Regions from separate parts of the Mus musculus genome. Here region 2 is linked to region 1. Evidence: chromatin contacts called from public Hi-C data. All regions are on one chromosome and are shown on one strand. The core of a region is the stretch at or near the end of the contact, and the rest is flanking DNA. Distances in the headings are between cores, read along the strand shown. Region 1 holds the start of Cemip (cell migration inducing protein, hyaluronan binding). Region 2 overlaps Abhd17c (abhydrolase domain containing 17C).

What was found. Hi-C and Micro-C count contacts between places; a contact is called where the count stands out from the background.
Region 2: a contact with region 1 is called in a Hi-C map of liver, with 1.9 times the contacts expected there. The contact joins the enhancer-like site here to the promoter of Cemip in region 1. A contact is called at or near these places in 9 of 39 promoter capture datasets (the 3T3-L1 cell line, embryonic stem cells, frontonasal cranial neural crest and 4 more), 2 of 15 datasets of contacts at CTCF or cohesin (the NIH/3T3 cell line and pro-B cells), 31 of 484 Hi-C or Micro-C datasets (the AML12 cell line, the AtT-20 cell line, the BV-2 cell line and 18 more), 7 of 115 datasets of contacts at active chromatin or transcription factors (CD8 T cells, bone marrow-derived dendritic cells, embryonic stem cells and 2 more) and 3 of 9 other capture datasets (embryonic stem cells, liver and pancreatic islet).

Annotation. Positions count from the first base shown.
Region 1 is chr7:84,084,280-84,088,111 of GRCm38.p6, forward strand. Cemip (cell migration inducing protein, hyaluronan binding) reads right to left here and starts at 2,226. Exons shown (of 29, transcript NM_030728.4): 1 at 1,979-2,226.
Region 2 is chr7:84,133,186-84,137,017 of GRCm38.p6, forward strand. All of the region lies in intron 1 of Abhd17c (abhydrolase domain containing 17C), which reads right to left. Among named protein-coding and RNA genes, the nearest start is that of Abhd17c, 17 kb to the right of the region's middle. Within about 2 kb of position 2,131, at least 53 of the 459 cell types and tissues checked have an H3K27ac peak or open chromatin away from gene starts, as enhancers often do. A contact at or near this core is called in the AML12 cell line, liver and uterus, where this site is marked.

The DNA.
Region 1 (3,832 bases), core at 976-3,475:
GGGAGGAAAAAAAGTTGACTTTCCTGAAGTCACAGATCTCTCTGTTTCTCTCTTTCTTTCCCTCTCTCCTTTCCTTTCTCTTTTTGTAACTATTTATTATATGTATGCTTCAGTCACAAGCAGGAAAGACCTGATTTCTTGCAGTTTTTAAAATAAAGAGACACACATTTCTGTATTTGAGTGTAGGTAGTACTGACAAAAGATCCCATCCCGTATCATTTCTTAATAAAAGAAGGACATAATCCCTACTCTGTTCCCAGATAGTCAGTTTGAACCATCCATCAGCTACGGCTATGTGGAGCCTTTGGAAGCTTCCTCAAGAGTCCAGCTTTAGAGGACACTGTTAGGATCAGAAAGAGCATGGCTGCTTTATACACCCACTCAGACACTTCCTTCGTAATTTTTTAAATGTGTTTTTTTTCTCCATTCTCTCATAAACTGTGAAACTAAAGTATTGATTCATTATCATATTATTACATTGTTTAATTTTACAAAACTGACCTTACACCGTGCACTGAAAGCAGTTTAGTTCTGTATCTAATTATATATACTTTTACCTCATTGTCTGGGTCATAGAACAAAAGTTTCACACCTGTCTCACCTCTGAGGGATCTCCATGTTGTCACATAAGAATAAAGGAAGCCCCTAGTGACATCAAGGGGCTACACAGAAAAAGATGCAAGCTCTGCTGGGACCTGGTAGAAAACCACAGCCTCCGGCAAAGTAGGCTCCCTCCTGAGTGGTTAGTGCCTCCAGAAAAAAATGCCTAGGTCCCCAAGACTGTTAGTCCCTCTCTACCTTCCTAGTGTCTGAACACCTTAATCAGTGAGGGAGGTGCCTGAACACACCAGACTCAGGGCCACAGGCCCCGAGTGGCGGAAGTAGCTGGGAGCTGTCCATGGTGGCGCCGAGCCTGGGCACGCGGAGCAGCCTATTCCCCGCCCGCGGGCGCGCCTTAGGGTCCCTCTCCAGACCGCGGAGATGGAAATGACTCCCTGGCTCACGGTCTCCTGGACAGGCTTCAGCCAAGCCGTGGCTCTCACATCAAAAGCTTGGTTTTAAAGAGAAGGTCTTACCTGTGGGCAGAGTTGGCTGCTCGGAGCAGGACTGAGAACCTCAGACCTGGGGCGGGTAGAGTGTCCAGTCTTGGGGAACACCGGCACAACGCTCGGTCAAGAGCACAAGGATTCTCTGGGGTTCATTCCGAGATGTCACCGAACCAGAGCGGAGAGCTTGAGAACCGTGGACAACTCAGTCTTGTGCCTTATGGAGACCTTGGTTTTTCTGTCAATCTAGCGAGACCCTTCTTGCAGATGCTGTCTGTTGCCAGGGGCCACCAAATGTCCCTGCAGCGCTGCCAGGCTTAGTGTTTGTTTAAATAACAGCAGAGGCCACCGAGGTCGTCTAACATCAGATCATCTCCTCCAGCCCGGTGCCAGCGTATCACTGGGAGGGCAGAGGCAGGTTAGGGAACCCAGGAGACCTTGCCTACGTGGTAGCGACAAGGTACAGTCTTGCGAAGCTCACCATTAGCCACACGGTAAGCGCGTTCCCTGCACCGGGCTCCTTGCGAGACCTGCCTAGGGGCCATCTCTCTTCGATTAGACACTGTTGTTTGTGTGAACATCTGGTGCCATTCACAGGGGCACAAACTAAGCAAAACAGAAATCCACCTCCCGTCGAATACATTCCTGGACGATGGTGTCCCCAACACCTGACATTTGTAAAGATTTCAGAGACGAAGGACCGTGGCGGAGGCGTGTGCCCACCAATATATTCATGGATAGGCAGGCAGGCAGACAGACAGACAGACAGACAGACAGACAGTGGTAGACAGCATAGAATAATAGGCTGGACAATCAGACTGATGGAGGGCAACGTTCTACCTAACAGAGGGGAGAATGTGGGATCCGGTCTCTCCTCTCCTCCCCATAGCTTAACCCAAGCAGCCCTCGCGCCCTAGCTCCGGTCCTCTTACCTCAGGTTGATGACCGAGACCCTGCCACGCCTCGGGGATCTGGAGTGCAGCATCCCGTAGTCTAGTATCTGATCCCACGCGTTGAGCTCCTGAGCGTAAGCAAGTGGGACGGGAGCTGGCGGAAAGTGGGGTGCAGATTCCGACCTCACTCGGCACAGTGCTCCAGCAGCACCAGACCACTGCCACTCAGCGCAGAAGGCGCTCCTCGCTCGACTCCGCGCGCTCACTGGCTTAGTAGCTAGCTCGGAGCTGCCAGCCCGAGCCGACGCTTTTTATAGTCGCCTTCCGGGCCTGACTCCTCCCCACCAGAGCCCCCGGCGCCCGCACTCATCCCGTCCCCCCTGTCCCACCCCTGTCTCTGGGCAGCGTCCTCCCACTCACCGCGGTGGGCGGCCTGCGGGGCTGGACCCGGGCGGGCTCTGGCGGCCGCTCCGGGAGCCGCAGACCTGAGCCCGAGAGCCGCCGCCGGGACAAGCCGTGGCCACCAGGTGAGGGCGCTGGAGCCTAGGACGAAAGCTGCGGACCTCCGAGGGCTTAGTGATGGAAGCGCAGCTTGTATCCAGTGGCCTCCCCAAGGGACAGTCAGCCAGAAAAAAGAGATTTTGACAGAGTCGCCACCACTCTACGTTCAGGCTGTTAGATTTCAAACCCGTAACACTTTTTGTAAGCCAACATAGCAACAGAATCCAGGATCGCCTAGGTCTAGAGGTCTCTTAGAGAAGATCTTGTTTTGAAAGCTAGGGAGATGACCGCTAAGATGTTTACAGGTTTGAAAAAACAGAGTTCAGTTCCCAGAATCCTCATAAAAATGCCTTGGGTGGGCAATAGCCCTAATTTGTAATTCCAGAGCTGGGGAGGTGGAGACAGGTGGCTTGTTGGGGCTTGCTGGCCAGTCCGGGTAAAATAGAGATACCCGGTCTCAAAAACAAATAACACTCCAAGCAGCTTGACCTCTGTCTTAGGGGACACACACATACACACACACACACACACGGATAGTAGAGTTACTTCTTCACATGTGTCAGTTTTCTGCACATGCCAGTTACTTGACCATAAACAAGGGACTTCACCATTGGGCTCCCATGAGCCTGGAGAGAGGATTTCAGTGAGATTTTGTGGGTACTAAGTCATAGTAAGTGTTTGCTATCCTGCATGTAGTCTGTGCCTGGACAGGACAATGTTCTCAAGGATCAAAACAAGACAGTGCCACCAGTGAGTTATCCTCTGCCATAGGAATAAGTAAGCCCACCCAGAGCATCTAGCATCTCCTCAACACTGGGTGCCCTGAGCACCAGCTACCTATCCACTCTGACCCTGGCAAAAAGGGTGAAAGGTGCTGGGGATTTTTTTTTCCATTTCATTTTAATTCTAAGATGACAGCTTTGGTTGCAATTCTATATGCTGTCCCTCTTTGAGACTTATTGCTCAGCTCCCTCCTCTGGTTAATGAGAGTTCTCAAGTACACATTTCTTCCTGCCTGCCAATGTCCTATGCTCACTGCTGTGCGAGAGGGTCTTCATTCTAGGCAGTGCCCACCAGCTTTAGGAATCTCAGTGCAGGCTTTAGGGCCAGTCTATGGCAGAGACTTTGGAAGCCCCTGTCTAGGTCCTCTGGGCAGCAGCCTTTGGGCCATGTGTTGGAACCAGGGAAGCACAGCACTCCACCCCAGATCTTCTCTAGAAAGCTGGAACCAAAGATCAAGAGTCTCAGTTTGCCTTTGAACTCCAAGCATACCATCAACGGGGTCTGGTAGCAAGCTTCCTTTCTTTGCTCTCCCTTTCTAGCAGAATAAAACTGAGACCTACCTCCTTATAAAGTGCCTATCCAGTCCTTGCAGTACACATACTTGCTGAA
Region 2 (3,832 bases), core at 881-3,380, 49 kb after region 1:
TTTGGAAGAACAGTTAGTGTTCTTACCCACTGTCACCAGTCCCCTTAATTTTTTTTTTTTTAAAAGGAAACCCAAGAGAAGTCACTGGATAATACAAGAAAGGATGTGAATGTTTATAAACTACATATTGTGGTAATAAAAGCTGAACTGGAGCCAAGCAAGAGGTAAGGGTGCAGCAAGGTGACCCCCTCAAATGCACACACAATAAGTTTAAATCCCCTAGTTAAAACCACCCACACAGAAAGCACAGACCCAAAAATAATTGTCAAAAGCTGGGGTGCCTGGCAGGAGCTGATACTAAAACTCCTGTACAGAATGCTGGTAACTATCTGAAGCTGCTGCGGGGAGGAAGGAGTTAGGGAACTAAGAGCACCCATGGTCCCCACTGCATTCTGTGCTGTTGCTGGCATCATATATATATATGCATTCTCCTTGTGAAGCTTGGTCCTCAAAACGTCACTCAGCTCTCCTGGCACTTACTACAGGCGCACTGACTGATCAGTGTAGTAACTAGAGATAATCTGTAGTTACTGAGACATAACCTATGTGAATGTCCCCAGGTAAAAATTCTGAGGATGGTGTCACTACCTGGGTTCACTGGTTACTGCTTTAGGAGGAAATTAAAGAGGCTTGGTTCAGACAGGTCCCCAAAATGACTATTTCTCTCTCTTACTTTACACCTTGTCCTTCATAAATCAGGTGTCTCTTAAGCTGTGACAAAAGATGCAAACTATTCACTGCAATGCTGTCACTTAGCTCCCAGGTCACCAGACGCTAATGCATTTACATTACATTTCAATTTCTCATCAAAAAAAATCAAGACAGAGTCATTAACAAGATCAGTGGCAAGGGAATATGGAAGAAGCTTGTCACTCAAAATTAAAAGAACATGTTTATTTATCTTTTATTTTCTTTGCAGACAGAGTTGTACTGTGTACTGTGTACTGGTGGCCTGGAACTCCCTATGTAGACCAGGCTGGTTTTTGAGCGCACAGTTCCTCCTAACTCTGACTCCCCAGTACTGGATTAAAGATGTATGCTACCATGTTTGGTCTTCAAGAAAGTACTTAATATCAGTGTTTCAAAAATATTCAAAGCTGGTTTTAGAAAATTAAACACTAAGTTAGGGACCTGTTTTGGCCAGAGTTCTTATAGGAGAAAAACAGTTGGGGATGGTCTCACCACAGGTGTGAAGTGCAATGACACTGCTAAGCATGCAGAGTCCCACCTTCCCAGAGCAAGCTGCTTCCCCCACACATGACCTGCAGAACCAGAACTCGTCTGCTACAGTTGTCCCAGAATTGGAGCATCTGAGCTCCTAGGAGCCCTAGGAATCCTGCTAGGTATAATATCCACTACTTGGAAAGAAATATGCCAGGCACCAAATAAGGTTTTCAGAGACCTATGCGGCCCACAGTAGTCTGGGACTCACTATGTAGCTAAGGCTGGCCTTGAATTCCTTGAATAGTCTGTCTCCTAAGTGCCGGAATCACACCTGTGTGCCACCATGCCCAACATATGCAGTACTGCAAACTGAACCCAGGGCTTTTTTTTTTTTGTGCACAGTCGGCAACCACTCCATCTTCTGAGCTATATCCTTAGCTCCAAATGGAAAGATAAAAGTGCTAAAATTAAAATGTATAAGACACATGTGCTTGAAATGACTACAGTGAAGATAAAAAGGATTTAGCACATTTAGCTCTGATTCCCCCAACACAAACAGCCCGCACAGTAAACGATCACTAGCCTCTAGATAAGAGTGCATGTTCAAGTATAAAGAGAAAAGGGGGACACTTAAGGAACACTTATAAGAAGCTACAAAACCATCTGTAAAAGTCAAGCCATAACTAAGACCCTCTGTCTTCAGCACTCAATGAATGAAGCCGCCAGGACACTGTCTGCAGTTCTGCTTGACTCACTATTCGTAGAGATGCACACTGTGCGGGGAGGCAGGAGAGAAGAGCAGGATTCGAACCACAGGAGATAGATGACCACTTCTCTACCTTTGCTCATGGCAAAACTAGTGCATTTTAAACAAATACAAACATAAACTGACAGCTAGATGGGGTGATAGCTAGATGGGGTCATGCAAAGTATCAACAATTGATCATCTGATTGACCAAGTTTTGTGTTGGGGGTATGACTCAATCCTGGTACACCTGCTAACATAAGCAAGGCCACAGGGTCTACTTCCAGCACCGTGAGTGAAATGAAAACTAACTCTGAACTTGGCATTAGAACTTTATGAGAGTAATTAAGTCCTAGGTCAGTATGAGTATAGCCTAGATGACTAGATTTTATACTTGCCAAATTGCCCCTTTCTTCCCCAAATAAAATAAAAGAGTTAATAAGTTTACAAGCAGCAATCAATTATTACAATAAAAAGCAGAAAAGTGGTAATTTCTTCATCTGGCTTTCCAGGAACTGGCGCTGTCTTTGTTTCCTGCTTTCCTACTTTGCTATGGAGTCAAAATGTCTTCTTGGGCCATTGACATTAGGAGTTTACTACATCATTACCATCCTCATCACTCCACCAAGGATCATGTGACTGTCACAATGCTATTCTTAATAATGGAAGAGCCAAAATCTGAAAACCTGTTGACAAGTACAGAACTTTACAGAGTACAGTGTTTCACCATGCCTCTGAATCTCTCTGGCTAATTTGAGACTAAACTTGAATGGGATCAGGGAGTTGGATGGGGGAGAGGCTCCGTCCTGCCCAGCTGTCTCCAGGCTCTGTCTGGACAGGTCTCCAGAACTCCCCTTGCTTTAGGAGCAAATGAGGCCATCACTGTCTAAACTTTGAGACCAATGTACCAACTGTTAACAAGCTATGAATCACACCTCCAACTGGGTCACAGAACTTGTCTTACTTGTTCCTGTGGTCTCCAAACAAGCCCATTGGGAGCCAAGTCCTCAGGTCAGTAAGTCATTCCAGAACTGCCCAGTGTCTGTCTTCCAAGCAACTGCTGCTGAAGACAAACATTTTACTCCAGGAAGGAAGAGACTTGAGATGCTAATTTAAGTTCCATAAAGAAATCAAACTGATGTTTTAAATACCACCCCCTCCACCCCCCCTCCCTATTTAAATAGTATTGTTCTAGCAGTGGCTTTGCTACAGTTTCAAAGCCTTAGCTTCAACAGAGCATTTCAAAATAAACAAACAAGTTAACTGAGTTAACCATTAATCATAACCAAGAACAGGAATATCAGTAAGTGAGGCAGCACACTCAACTGCTCTAAACGGAGGAAAGGGTCCAACTCGGAAGACACAACTTGGAAGCAACTACCAACAGACTCACTGAGGTGGGTCATAGGACTGTTTAAAAGTCGGGAGAAATGATGACAGCTGACACTCACTCCTCAGCCCCTGGCTCAGCAACCCACTGCCAACTGGCTTCCTTTTGCTAACTCCCCAAGTGCACAGCCCACCTCCTGCTCTTCCCATAGAACTGTTCTCAGGATCAAAGGTACCTGGAGCACTTTGAAAACTGCAACTCCCTTAGAAACACCAGGTTTCTATTTTTCACATCGCCGAGGACGAGCTATACACTTAAGTGACTCATTTCTCTTCTTTTCAGTCAAAAAACAAAAAACTTACCAAACTTTGCCAACACCAGGGGAAAAACAACTCTTTAAAAAGAAACCCATTTTATAGAAAAGGAACCTGAAGCACAAGGCTCAAAAACTACTCTGGAACCCAAACAACCACTCTTGAGAGAAGCTGCTTCCTTCTTCAGGCATTTCCAGAGCCAGAAAGTACTGTCTTCAGAATGTTGTTTGTTACACAACCACAATTCTGAGCTCCAAGGGGTAGTGGAAGTCAGTATAG